Linked DNA regions of Mus musculus: all the other regions are linked to region 2. A link is a contact called in public Hi-C, HiCAR-type and promoter capture Hi-C data. All regions are on one chromosome and are shown on one strand. The core of a region is the stretch at or near the end of the contact, and the rest is flanking DNA. Distances in the headings are between cores, read along the strand shown. Region 1 has its middle 6.1 kb from the start of Gm22480. Region 2 holds the start of Pcdh18 (protocadherin 18). Region 3 has its middle 6.9 kb from the start of Gm40042. Region 4 has its middle 79 kb from the start of Gm40042.

Region 1 (3,504 bases), core at 639-3,138, 270 kb before region 2:
TGAACTAACCTGTACCCCCTAAGCTCGTGTCTCTAGCTGCATATGGCCTAATCGGCCATCATTGTGAAGAGAGGCCCCTTGGTCTTGCAAAGATTTTATGCCCTAGTAGAGGGAAATCCCAGGGCCAAGAAGTGGGAGTGGGTGGTTTGGGGAGCAGGGTGGGTTGGAGGGTATAGGGGACTTTTGGAACAGCACTTCAATTGTAAATGAAGAAAATATCTAATAAAAATTGTTTAAATAAAACAAAACTATTTAAACAGTCCTATAACCCATAAAGGAATAGAAGTATTCATCAAAATCTCTTGAGCCAAATGGTTTTAGGGCAGAATTGTATCAGACTTTCAAAGAAGAGATAATAACAATACTCCCCAAACGATTCCATGAAATAGAAACAGAAGGAACACTGTCAAAATCATTTCATGAGCCCACAGTCATCAGGAAAATTCAAATGAAACCAACCCTGATATTCAATCTTACACCCTTCAGAATGGCTAAGATAAAAATCTCAAGTGACAGCAGATGCTGTTGAGGATGCTGAGAAAGGGGAACACTCTTCCATTGCTGGTGAGGTTGCAAACTTGTTCAGCTACTCTGGAAATCAATCTGGTGGTTTATCAGAAAGTTGGAAATAGTTCTACCTGAAGACCCACCTATACTGCTCCTAGGCACACACCCAAAGATGCTCCACCATATCTCAAGGGCAGGTGCTCTACTATGTTTATAGCGGCTATATTAATATCCAGAGGTTGGAAGCACCCCAAATGCCCCTCAACTGAAGAATGGACAAAAAAAAAAATGTGCTTTGTTTACACAACGGAATAGTATTCAGCTAAGAGAAGTAAGGGCGTAATGTATTTTGCAGGCAAATGTATGGAACTAGATAATATCATCCTGAGTTTGGTATCAGAGACCTAAATGCTATGCATTTTATGTAATCACTGGTAAGTGGATATTTGACATAAAGTACATGATACCATGCTACACTCAGCATACCCAACAAAGCTAAACAAGAAGGAAGGCCCACGTGAAGATAATTGAATCTCACTTAGAAGGGGGAATAAAATAGCCAGAGTTGCAGAGGGATGGAGGGACTAGGTGGGAGGGGACAGGAGAGGGGAATGAAGGGGTATGACAAGAATCCCTAGGGCAGATGCTGATGGTTCTCCACTTCTGATATTCATGACTGTCTGAAATCATTTCCTTGTGTGCATGTGGGACATGAAGTAGACACCTCCCCAATTCCCATGCTCATGAAAACAAATAAATATGGTCATGGCAATTGTTGCCAATCCTGGGATTAGGCCATCTCAGAAAAGAGATGATTTCAACAGAGTAGAAATGGAGTCTCCCATCCTGGATTAGAGAAGTTTGTCAGCTTCAGGAAAAGAATGTGGCAGAATCCTATAGAAGTTCTGTAGGAGCAGAAAGTATATTCTATGCCCAGTACTCAACAGTAACCTTAGGAGACCCTGAATAAAGATCCAGCTAACTCATGTTCATAAAACAGACACTGGATTAATTTGGTAAAATTGTGGTGATAAGTTTGTTGTACAGAGATCAGAAATTCGCTCAGTGCCTAGGATTTGGCTCTGTGAATTTATCCATCCCAAATGCTTGGTGCTTCCTGGAAGCCTGCGTTCCTGGGACAGCTGTGAATGATCCTCAGCTGTGACGGACCACTGCATCACACAGGCTTCCTGACACTGAAAGATGCGTGAAGTCCATCCATTCTTCACTTGCTTCTTCAGTTGTCGTTTTGTTTTTTGAATGGGAAAATTAACTCAGAAAATCTGAAAGTATTTTGTAGAGCTTTCATGGACTGTGGAAAATAAATAGTGTAGATGACTCTAGAGGGGCTGACTCAGCAACAGATGGTTACACTTAACCGCTTGCTTTTGTCAACACACACTCACCGAGGATTAAGCAACCGGTTTAGTTACTGGCGCTTTACACATATTATTGTTTCAAAATGTTTTTCAGTTCAAGTCAGGAAAAACTAAGATATTTCAAGGTGTTGGAGAGACATACTATAGGGCTTATTTTCTTAACTTGGCGCAGGTTTGGGCAGTACAATAGAAGTGGAAATACTTATACTCAAAGGATCGGATATGAAAAGTAGGTCAATGTTAAGAGGAATATTTCAAATGGCGCTTGCTTTGTGAATGAATAAACTTAACATTTCTATGAAAACCATGATCTAATCACAAACTCTGGCTGAGAATCTAAGCACTTCTTCCAGAACACACACAATAAAGAGATGGGATTACAAATATCTTAGCCAAGTTTTCATTGAAAACAATCATGTTTTCTGGTCATGGAATACAAAATATTTTAACTAATATGAAAAACGACATTGGTATTGATAGTACAATAGTTGTCAGATGTTGTCTAAGTTGAGTTCATAGCTATGCTCTGTAGGAGGGTTCTCCAGGCAAATAAACAGTGATATACATCCACCTTTTTCTGTTATTTCAATATTTGTGTTAGATGAAAATTTGCTCCTATGTATTAGACCCACATAAACCTCAGGCTAACAAGGAAACACCCAACAGGCCTGAGGGTAGGCAGAAAAGTTACAGGGACCATACATTAAGGACAAGATACAGCATTTCCATGGTAAAATTGCCTTTGTTCCAAACCCTTCAATAAGTGGGTTTACAGTTACCCACATTACTTAGGTTTATACGTTATATGTAAAATCCAGTAACTGGATGGCACACACAATAAAATACCTTCACTACAAACACTAGGTTAGTGTATATGATTCTTCTGTTTATTTGTGAACTCACTGCAGTCAAGAATCTCCTGAAAAGGCTGTCACAATGGGGGATTGTCTAGATCAGACTGACCTGTGGGCACATCTGTAGAGGATTGTCATTGTCTAGACCAGTGGTTCTCAACCTTCTTAAGTCTGTGATCCTTTAATATACTTCCTTTTGTTGTGGTGATGCCCAGCCATAAAATTATTTTCATTGCTATTTCATGACTGTACTTTTGCTACTAGTGTGAATTATAAAATAGATATCTAATGTGCAGGGTATCAGAGATGCGACCCATGTTAAAGGGTCTTTTGACTTCTAAAGTGATGCTGACCGTCAGGTTGAAAACTGACATGGAAGGATGGAGACTGAAAGTGAGTGCCATTATTCTGGTACTTGGACTGTGTCAGGGTAGAGAATGCTAGCTGAACACTAATCATGCATACATTTGTTCTCAATCTGCTCTTGACAAAGAATGAGAGATGACTGAGTGTCTTAAGCCCTTGCTTCTCTGACCTCCACACAGCGATAGATTATAACCTGGAAGTTAAGATAAAGTTGCCCAAGCAAGATATGAATTTGTTACTGTTTCCTGGAAAGTTGACTTTAATAGATAAGAATTGTATATGTTGACTTATATACATGAATAGATTATCCTTACTTTTTATTAAACAGAAGGTTCTAAAACAGATATATTTATACATATGTTCTGAAATAGTTATATTGCTATACTATGCATTCAGTA
Region 2 (3,338 bases), core at 609-3,108:
TCGGCTCCTCTGGAAGCGAGGTGGATTGTCATTTATGTCATTGATTTGAACAGTAAAATGTCTCACTGAGGAGAGGCTTGGTGTTCCCTTGTCCTCAGCAATCACAGTCAAACTATACTCAGATCTCTTTTCTCTATCCAGAGTGGCATTGGTCAAGATCAAGTAGTTATTTTCATATGTCTTCTGAAGTTTAAAATGTCCATGCCCATGAAGCTTACAGATTATTTCCCCATTCAGCCCAGAATCCTTGTCTTGAACCCTGACGATAGCAACGAATGTATCAATGGGATCCCCTTCAAAGACATAAGATACTTCTTCTTTTCCAGGGGACATGAGATTTATGCTAATTTCAGGTTTATTGTCATTGACATCCACAACCTTAATTATAATTTTGCAATGAGCAGGAATGGAATTGGGACCCAAATCTTGGGCTTGAACGTCTATCTCATAGGACTTGGTGATTTCATAATCCACTGGCTTGAAAAGAGTCAAGTGGCCTTTTTCTGAGTCGATCTTAAAAGTCTCTATAATTTTGGGAGACACATGACTGCTGAAAGAATACACAATTCTCCCATTAGCGCCCTCATCTGGATCGGTGGCATTTAGATCAAGGAGCAAGGTTCCAACTGGGGAGTTTTCTAAGAGTTGTATTGTGTAAGAAGGCTGCTCAAAGGCCGGGCTGTTGTCGTTGGAATCCGAAATGCTGATTTTCAGGATGGAGGAGCCAGACCTCTGAGGCACTCCCATGTCGGAGGCGGTGAGCTGAAGCTCGTAGCTAGCCTTCAGCTCCCGATCCAACTCTTTCACCACTATGAGTTCAGCGTACTTGGCCCCGTCTGTCCTGGTTCGCACTTCGATATTAAAATAATCATTAGCAGAGAGCGAGTAGGTGTGGAGGGAATTTTCCCCAACATCTGGGTCGAACGCACTGTCCAGGGGGATACGAGTCCCAACTGCTGCGCTCTCCGATATCTCAATGGGAATGACGGGTCTCGAGAATTGGGGGGAATTGTCATTAATGTCCAGCACGTCCACTTCAATGTGGAACAGCTGCAGATGCTCGGTCGGCAGAGTGAGCACATCAAACTCTATCGAACAGTTCAAGTTTTTTTGGCATAGTTGCTCGCGGTCAATTTTAGCCCCTATGCTGATTTCTCCGGTATTCTCATTTACGACCAGGAGAGGAGAATTCCCCCGTGGCATGGCTCGAAAACGAACAGCAGAAGGATTTGGTAGCTTCAATAAAACATCAGCCACATCTTCTGATAGTCTAGCAATTACCGATCCGACCCTCTGCTCCTCATAAATCCTGTATTTCAGATTCTTAGCCAGGACATCGTGGCTGAAAAACGCCATCAGAAGTGCAAGTGCAAATCTAAAGTGCATTTTAGTATTCATTTGGTGCATTGGTCAGTTGCTAGATTCCCTTCTCAGGGCGAGTTAGAAGAGCCCAGCAATCCCTTCAACTTCCTCCCAGCCACTCAGAGCTCTAAGCCACATCGGGTCTCAGAGTCTTGAAAGCGACTCTTAATCACACAGCAATTAAACAGCTCGCAAACTTCAGTTTTCATACACACCGTTTGGCGACTTCCAGATAGGAGCGTGAAGTCCCTTCCTGGTAGGGGTGGCCGCTGGTCCTCCTGGCTGGGAGCAGCGTGTCACCTCGGCCTGGCTCCCCGCGTGGACTCCGTCCCCATCTATTGCAGGGTGCTGGCGGAGTCTGCAGTCTGTGTTTCCCGGGCGATTCTTGATTTTCCCCCCTTTCCTTTTCTCTGCTCCGCTGCAGACTAAACACCGGTGATTGCTGACTCCAGTCTGAAAATCTCTACAACTTCACTTCAACTCAGACAAAGCTCTTTGCCTGGCGTGTGTTGAATCGCTTCCAGCCAATCAGCGAGCTTCCAAATCCGAAGCTGCTGGAGTCACCGGAGCGAGGGAGGGCGCGCGTGGAGGGTGGGAGCGGGAGGGTGGCGGGCGCGGGTTGGGGACCCGCTAGGGGCGCGGGAGCGCGGCCGGGGGTGGGGTTCAGCCCTCCCGCCCCTCCTCCATCTCCATCCACTTTCTCCAAGCGTGCCGCGACAAAGGGGAGACAAATTACAGCAGGAGAGCGGTGTGGGGGTGGGGAGACCGGGAGGGAAGGAAAAAGAAAGGAAGAAAAAAACTTTAAATCAACTTCTGGTCGCCTGTATTTATATATGGCACATTAAATAGTTCTTGTTTTCTTAATTGATCTTTTCTTCTGCTACAAACATGTAATCATCTTGCTTTTTTCAGGGTTCCTTAACTGCTGGTTTCACTTAAAATACCTCCAAGTGAATTTTGTCGGTGGAGGAATTTAATAAAATGGGGAAACTTGCTTCTAATTATGCACACACCCCCTCCCCCTCGGCGGGTCTTTTCTCCTCCAAGGAGCAGCAAGCCGATTTTCTTGGAGCTCTGTTTTAAAGAACAGCCCAAGTGGAGAGGTTTCATTTTCTGCTTTCTTTCATCTTTACTCTTTGAAGATAAGAAAGGGGCCTATCTTGCACTCCCGATTTCTCTTAATTAGCAAGATTTAAAGGAACACCTCAGAGTTTGGAACTAATTAGCAAAAAAATTCTACCTTATTTCAGCCCTTTCTTTAGCTTGAGCAAAATTGTTCCATATATATATATATATATATATATATATATATAGCCTTGCACTTAAAAAAATCCTATTTATTTTGGGCAAAATTGATAGCTTGGGTAAAATTGGTAGCCTTCGCCTAGCGAATTCTTCCAATAGAGTACTATCTACCCATAGTGAGTTTTCACAATGAGTTCTGAGGAGACATGGACTCAATAGTTTACAAGTCAAATTTTTATAATACATACATTATTTATGAAAACAGTTTCCAGATATGTATTTTAAAAACCCAAAGGTTGTTTACACTGAGAAATAAAATGCCTGAGCTGAAAATTGCATTTTGTGTGCATCAGAGTGCTGGAAATATCTCAGGAGGTTGGTGCTGTATCCAGGTCACGGGGTTGATATGGTATTCTTATTGGGAAATATGATTATTTATGATGCTCCTTCTGCTCTGCGGCTCCTTTTAAGTTTATCACTCTGGCTCCATTCTTGCTCACCCTCCCCACCCCCCCTTTGCATTATCCCTCAGCTGTCTTCAGCTACTTGCAAATTCTGTGCTTCACAGAATCTCCATGTAACTTATTTGACATTTATTTTTCTCCTATTTTGCCCCCCAGAAACACATTTTTTTAAAAAGTAATTTTCTGATTTTTCCACTTTGCTTACTCTCAGCAGAACTCAGCTATAGTCACAGAGAAGGTACTCCCCCAAGAAGAAACCAGAGAAGA
Region 3 (3,425 bases), core at 862-3,361, 280 kb after region 2:
CTTACAACTGATTGTAACACCAGCTCCAGATAATCTGACACCCTCTCCTAATCTCTGTGGGTACTTAATTACAGTGCACATCCACACACAAGGTACACACCCTGATAGAAGGTACACACCTATATACACTGCATACACTCTCATAAACACATACACACACACAGACACAGATACATACACACACAGAGTAAGAGAGACTAAGAGAGAATCCAAGCTACTCACCAATCTAACACTTATCTTTAATGAAATCACCTAGTGTCTCAGATTCCTTCTGTTTTGCTGCCACTCATTTTCAGAAATATTCCACTGGTTTATCTCCTCCAGAAGACCTAAATTATCACTGGATGAAAAGGCAAGGAAATATGAAACTTTCCTTTTCGGGCAATATGGTCTATAAGAGGGTCTGGTATATTTTCTTCTCATAAATTAGTCACAATTTATTCCATGATAATTAACTAATGATATGGGGGCAGGACATTCATCAGCAAGCTACAGATCAGAAGTCGGTACTGAAGAAGTACATCTGAGACTCCGCCTCACAAGGACAGAGAAGTTAATGTAATGATGTGACCTTATGAGGAGTTTAAATAGCCAAATATTAAAAAGGAAACCAAGGAAAGAGAAAATGGGAAAATATTACATAAAAATTTAAAAATAAAAGTAGCAAATTGTTAAAGAAAACTGTCCTCTATCAAGGGATGCTTGTGTGAGATTTCAAAACAGCTAGGGCAGAATATGGTATTTTAAACTACTCAGAGAAGGAGGCATATACCAGTGGTTAGGAAGTAAAATATCTTTGCAATTTTCACAGAAGATTGGAACAGTAAATTCTCAATGAAAATGCATTTCCAAAGTCAAACTATTTTATCTACTTGATCTTAAAATGACAAGCAAACAGTCTATACATTTATATATAACATGTCTGTACTGAGAAATACACCAGAATGTGTGACATTTCAAGGAAAATTAAACCAAGAAAGGTTAAGGCAGAAGAGAGTAGAAGTCAGACATGCAACAATAGAAGAGAGGAAAGGCAGTGGTGGGGATTCCAGGACAGTTGCTGTGCCTGGGATAGATGCATATTATCTCAGGTTACAGGAGTTTGCAAAGTGCAGAAATATGAACAAGAATGTTAACATTATGTTCATGTTATTTAATGCAGGAAATCATATGGCTGCAAATAAAAGACAGTGACCCTTAAAATTTATTACAAGCCACATAGCACTAGAAGTGGGCAGATATCTACCCTCTAAGCTATTTTGTTGGTATCCCTGTCAAAATCCTCCAGATAATACTTAGCATACGATTCATTTGGACTGCTTCCACTCCATCAGGCCATCCCTAATGGCCATATGCTTATACTCTATACTACCCCATGGGAACTCCTTCCTCCTCCTGGCTTTCTCTTCTGGTCCCTACTTGAGACCCTCAGCCCTGGAACCCTTGCCCTGCCTACGTCTCTTCTGCCCAGCTATAGGCTGGCAGCCACTTTTATTCATCCATCAGGGATAATTGGGGGCAAGGGTTATGCATCAAAGGTTAGTGCACTTGAGAATCTGCTCATCTTGGAGAAATCAGTTCTTGGAATGCAGAATTTATCATTTGCGTACATAGCAACAGACCAAACCCTAACACAGAAAAGTCTTTAAAACAAGATGAGAGGCAAAGGTCAGTCCAAGAGGAGACCACCTGGGCAATTGCATGCATACATTTGCAGAGTATACAGAAAAAAATGACCGTTCCAAACCTGATGAGAGAGGGGAATCGAATGCATGCCACTAAGTGGATAGTGAGAGAACAGGCCAGAAATGGACTCTAATGCCTTCTGCTGAGTATTGAGAAGTAGCAACAGTATGGCCATGCCATTATCGGAGCCCAGCTTGACATTCTGCAGCCATCTTCATCAGACTACTCATTTGACTGCAACAATGTCGTGGCTACATCCAAAGCTTTAGAGGAAAAGCAAAATCTTTAAGGCAGTTAAATATGCACTTTGGCTTTTAATGCTTTAGCTGGTTTCACTTTTTCTTTACCATAGTACCGAGCACGTTGCTAGTTTTTGGAGAAGGGCCAGGGACATTCTGGTTAGTCACTGTCTTCTACCATCAAGCTTAGCTTAAGAACCACTTCCTCCTGCCTTGTGGTCTAAGGACATTCCCCTCTCATTACCCATCCCAAGACATATGTCTGTATTTAAATCCACTAATGAATTACACTTTGTGCAATTCAGGATCTGACTGCTTTTGTTTAAGTGCTTTAGAAATCTTCACCACAGACTTTCATATACCAGGACTGGATTTTCCCAAAACAACCACTATGGAATGCAACTTAAATACTGAAATAGTCACCTTCAAGAAGGTGGTCACCTAATGGAAAGATGAAAAGTACTGCAGAAAACAATGGAATATTGACTTTTAAAAGTAGCTTATATTAAATATTTAGTAGTTATAAATGTGGTGAGTTATAAAATACAACCCACTTCCCAGATAAAGAGATAAAATAATAAAGCAATAAAAGTCTGCACTCGTTCTAATAGAATGATTCAATACTTTGAGTCTTAAAACAACTTCCTGACCTTAATTAGAAATTTATATTTTATCCTAATTCACGTTCAATTAGAAGGTTGGTGTGCTCATTTATAAACATGGGCAAAATGGTCCACTTTTTGGCATAGGCCATAAAAGATACCTTAATAGATATACATTCTTAAAAAAAAAAAAAAAGGCTGAGCCTCATGTTCGAATGTTCGAATGTTGTCCCACCCATTCGGGCTTCCTCAGCTCCCGTCAGAAGTGTTAAGGATCATGTGTGCTTCTCTTGGGTGTCTGGGGAGGGGCAAGTGCGTGTGCAGACCACTTACTCATGTGGTATTGAGTTCTACATGCTTTTATATACTTGTTTAAGGAAAATGATAAAGAAAAGGAGTGACAAGGCCATGAAGGAAAAAGAAAAAAGGAAAAGGGGGCGGGTGAGAAAAGGAGATAGGACATCTGATATGTGGAAAGTAATGGGGAGAGATTTATAACTATAAAGGATTAGTAAAAAATCAGTAAGAGAAAACAAAGAAAAGATGTGCAAATTACTAACCTAAAGAAAATCAGTAATTAAGAAAAGAAATATAATTATGAAATACCATTTGGCATGGATGAGTCGAGATTTATACTATGATGATATCAGTAAAAACCACAGTTAGACATATTTCTTATTCATCAACCTAAGAATTATGAGGTATTTAAGGGAATTGTGAATTATACGTATAAAATACGGATTTTCATGTGGCATAAGAGAAGTGGCTCTGCCTAAAATAAAGAACAGAGTAGTTAATGCACTAATATGTTTGGAAGACAAATGTTAAGGTTTGAAGAAGTTTAAAATGGCCATTTCCAGAAGGTAGGTGATAGCACAAAGAAGTTACCATGGGAAAT
Region 4 (3,275 bases), core at 761-3,260, 350 kb after region 2:
CAAAACATGCTCTTGTGCACGCATGCACTCATATGCCTAGCACACATACACTCACAAACCAAATAAATATAATATTTTGTAAGGTTTGTGGAGTTTTTGAGATAAATACAAAAGATCTCATTTTAAATAATAGGCTATGGCCCCAGGACCTAGAAAAGATATATTAAGTGTCTCCTTACAAAATATAGCCACCACCATCCTGTTTCCCTAACATTATAGAGTATATCTATCAACTAAAAACAGTCAGATGATATGATAGTATATATATAAGTGACCCTAAAAATTCCACCAGAGAACTCCTAAACCTGATAAACAGCTTCAATGAAGTAGCTGGATATAAAATTAACTCAAACAAGTCAATCGCCTTTTTCTACACAAAGGATAAACAGGCTGAGAAAGAAATTAGGGAAACAACACCCTTCTCAATAGTCACAAATAATATAAAATACCTTGGCATGATTCTAACTAAGAAAGTGAAAGATCTGTATGATAAGAACTTCAAGTCTCTGAAGAAAGAAATTAAAGAAGATCTCAGAAGATGGAAAGATCTCCCAGGCTCATGGATTGGCAGGATTAATATAATAAAAATGGCTATCTTGCCAAAAGCAATCTACAGATTCAATGCAATCCCCATCAAAATTCCAACTCAATTCTTCAATGAATTAGAAAGGGCAATCGGCAGATTCATCTGGAATAACAAAAAACCTAGGATAGCAAAAACTCTTCTCAAGGATAAAAGAACCTCTGGTGGAATCACCATGCCTGACCTAAAGCTGTACTACAGAGCAATTGTGATAAAAACTGCATGGTACTGGTATAGAGACAGACAAGTAGACCAATGGAGTAGAATTGAAGACCCAGAAATGAACCCACACACCTATGGTCACTTGATCTTTGACAAGGAAGCTAAAACCATCCAGTGGAGAAAAGACAGCATTTTCAACAAATGGTGCTGGCACAACTGGAGGTTATCATGTAGAAGAATGCAAATTATCTCCTTGTACTAAGGTCAAATCTAAGTGGATCAAGGAACTCCACATAAAACCAGAGACACTGAAACTTATAGAGGAGAAAGTGGGGAAAAGCCTCGAAGATATGGGCACAGGGGAAAAATTCCTGAATAGAACAGCAATGGCTTGTGCTGTAAGAATGAGAATTGACAAATGGGACCTCATAAAATTGCAAAGCTTCTGCAAGGCAAAAGACACTGTCAATAAGACATTATCAACTTTTAATGATCAGAGTCCCAATTGTCATTAGGCCCAAGAGAAATCTTCAAGCCAAAGCTGCTGCGGTTACTATTCAATTTCTGGCATAATACAAAATTTATATTTTATTTATTTGTAGTTTTATTTTTATGTCTAATCTTCATATTATTTTGTTCTTTGGTCATACAATACCACAGTGGTCCTGTATGAGCTAGCTAGCCTTCCTAAGAAAGGGCAATCCCGATACCTTGTTCTTTTATTATTTATTCAGGCAGGTTTCCTTTTTCTTTTTTCCTTTTTCTTTTTATTAGATATTTTCTTCATTTATATTTCAAATGCTATCCTGAAAGTCCCCTATAGCCCCCACCCACCCACCCTGCTCCTCAACCCATCCACTCCTGCTTCCTGGCCCTGGCATTCCCCTGAACTGGGGCATATAATCTTACAAGACCAAGGGTCTCTCCTCCCAATGATGGCCGACTAGGCCATCTTCTCAGGCAGGTTTTCTACATTAGTATAAGTAAGCCTCTGTATAGGGGCAGAGGTAACTCCAGCCAATCTAAGTTTGTTGCTGTATCTTTTTCTCAAAGGGCATACCATATATAGCCCCCAATTTTATAAGCCATGTAATCATCTGAGCACACAGGAGGAAGAGGCTTGTTGTCTGATCTGCTGCTCACTCCTCTAGCCCACCAAATCCTGCTTACCTTTTGAAGTTAACTTTCTTCTAATTGTCTGGTTCCTGAATAAGTGCAGGAGCAGATGTTCCAAGACAGTATTTTGGAGCTGGCGTCTCATAAGACCTCTCCCATTTTCATGTGAGTCAGAATCTCCAGGGCACAAGGAAGACCTTCAAGTACAGCCAGATAAGGGTATCTCTGTAAAAGTTGGAGGGATAACAGGCTCAGGACTTTCTTGGGGCAGCTTAGAAGCAGTACTTCTGAGAGAAGACATGCATTTCCCATCAGTCTAATATCGTCACGTTTTACAAATATTAAAAGCTCCCTACGCATGAAACACTTGGAGAGAAAGACCAAAAGTGAAAGGTTATACAATGGTGACGCATCGTGTGGCTCGGCTTTGTTGGATCTTTGTCAAGCAGCTGTTCTGGCTTCATGACTGTTGTTGCTCCCATTAGATATGGCCACTCCAGTGTGCCAGCTTACTAAAATCAATCTACTGTTGCTTCAGTTTGAATCTGCCAGTGCCTGAAAAATACAAAAGTGGATGCTCATAGCCATCCATTGGACAAAGCACAGGGTCCACAATGAAGGAGATAGAGAAAGTACCCAGGGAGCTGAAGGGGTTTGCAGCCCCATAGGAGGAACAACAATATAAACTAATCAGTACCCCGAGAATTCCCTGGGACCAAACCACCAATCAAAGAAAACACATGCTGGAACTCATGGCTCTAGCTGCATATGTAGCAGAGGATGCGTTAGTCAGTCATCAGTGGAAGGAGAGGCCCTTGGTTCTGCGAAGACTCTATGCCCCAGTATAAGGGAATGCCAGGGCCAGGAAGCGGGAGTAGGTGGGTTGGGAGGAGGATGAAAGGGAAGGGGGTAAGAGATTTTCGGAGGGGAAACTAAGAAAGGAGATAGCATTTGAAATGTAAATAAAGAAAATATCTAATAAAAAAAGAAATTAAGAAAAAATCCCTGAAATGATAGTAATTAAGTGATCCTTTACCAGCATGCATATGCAGGCTAAAAGAAAGGGGAAAAAAAAAAAAGAAAAACGAAAGAAAAAATTTAAATATTTCTAAATCTCAATCCATGACTCTTCTTCTTTTTAATCCAGTTTTGTAATACTTCAATACCTTATTATACTTACTCTAGAGTGTGACCTGTTGGTTAACTAAAAAGAAAACACTTTTGTAATAGTCTAATTACTGGGGTCAATTACATACTTTCTCTATAAGAAAATATTCTTTATCAATAAAAAATAAGTCTCATATTTACCATTTTTCAGATTTCAATATATGGCTAAAAGTTTCTTTAAAATGAATTCTGTCCATCTGTAGTTTTAAGAAAAACATCTGGTAGTATTTGTTTCCAAGCACATGAC

What was found. Promoter capture Hi-C pulls out the DNA fragments that hold promoters and counts their contacts. Hi-C and Micro-C count contacts between places; a contact is called where the count stands out from the background. HiCAR-type assays count read pairs that join an accessible place to other places.
Region 1: a contact with region 2 is called in a HiCAR-type map of fibro-adipogenic progenitors, with 2.5 times the contacts expected there. The contact joins the enhancer-like site here to the promoter of Pcdh18 in region 2. A contact is called at or near these places in 1 of 39 promoter capture datasets (the C10 cell line), 1 of 15 datasets of contacts at CTCF or cohesin (the NIH/3T3 cell line), 6 of 484 Hi-C or Micro-C datasets (the STO cell line, cerebral cortex and uterus), 3 of 115 datasets of contacts at active chromatin or transcription factors (embryonic limb bud, fibro-adipogenic progenitors and heart atrium) and 1 of 9 other capture datasets (adipose tissue).
Region 3: a promoter capture Hi-C map of the 3T3-L1 cell line shows a contact between it and region 2, with 6 times the contacts expected there. The contact joins the enhancer-like site here to the promoter of Pcdh18 in region 2. A contact is called at or near these places in 8 of 39 promoter capture datasets (the 3T3-L1 cell line, cranial neural crest, embryonic stem cells and 4 more), 1 of 15 datasets of contacts at CTCF or cohesin (the NIH/3T3 cell line), 1 of 484 Hi-C or Micro-C datasets (myocytes), 7 of 115 datasets of contacts at active chromatin or transcription factors (SST interneurons, craniofacial prominence, embryonic forebrain and 4 more) and 1 of 9 other capture datasets (adipose tissue).
Region 4: a contact with region 2 is called in a Hi-C map of muscle stem cells, with 2.8 times the contacts expected there. The contact joins the enhancer-like site here to the promoter of Pcdh18 in region 2. A contact is called at or near these places in 5 of 39 promoter capture datasets (cancer-associated fibroblasts, cranial neural crest, embryonic stem cells and 2 more), 1 of 15 datasets of contacts at CTCF or cohesin (the NIH/3T3 cell line), 3 of 484 Hi-C or Micro-C datasets (muscle stem cells, palatal mesenchyme and uterus), 3 of 115 datasets of contacts at active chromatin or transcription factors (craniofacial prominence, embryonic limb bud and forebrain) and 1 of 9 other capture datasets (adipose tissue).

Annotation. Positions count from the first base shown.
Region 1 is chr3:49,483,528-49,487,031 of GRCm38.p6, forward strand. No RefSeq gene overlaps it. Among named protein-coding and RNA genes, the nearest start is that of Gm22480, 6.1 kb to the right of the region's middle. Within about 2 kb of position 1,889, at least 33 of the 459 cell types and tissues checked have an H3K27ac peak or open chromatin away from gene starts, as enhancers often do. A contact at or near this core is called in the STO cell line, adipose tissue, fibro-adipogenic progenitors and 1 more, where this site is marked.
Region 2 is chr3:49,755,458-49,758,795 of GRCm38.p6, forward strand. Pcdh18 (protocadherin 18) reads right to left here and starts at 1,859. Exons shown (of 4, transcript NM_130448.3): 1 at 1-1,859. The coding sequence starts at 1,407.
Region 3 is chr3:50,031,425-50,034,849 of GRCm38.p6, forward strand. No RefSeq gene overlaps it. Among named protein-coding and RNA genes, the nearest start is that of Gm40042, 6.9 kb to the left of the region's middle. Within about 2 kb of position 2,112, at least 33 of the 459 cell types and tissues checked have an H3K27ac peak or open chromatin away from gene starts, as enhancers often do. A contact at or near this core is called in the NIH/3T3 cell line, where this site is marked.
Region 4 is chr3:50,103,386-50,106,660 of GRCm38.p6, forward strand. No RefSeq gene overlaps it. Among named protein-coding and RNA genes, the nearest start is that of Gm40042, 79 kb to the left of the region's middle. Within about 2 kb of position 2,011, at least 17 of the 459 cell types and tissues checked have an H3K27ac peak or open chromatin away from gene starts, as enhancers often do. A contact at or near this core is called in adipose tissue, cancer-associated fibroblasts and muscle stem cells, where this site is marked.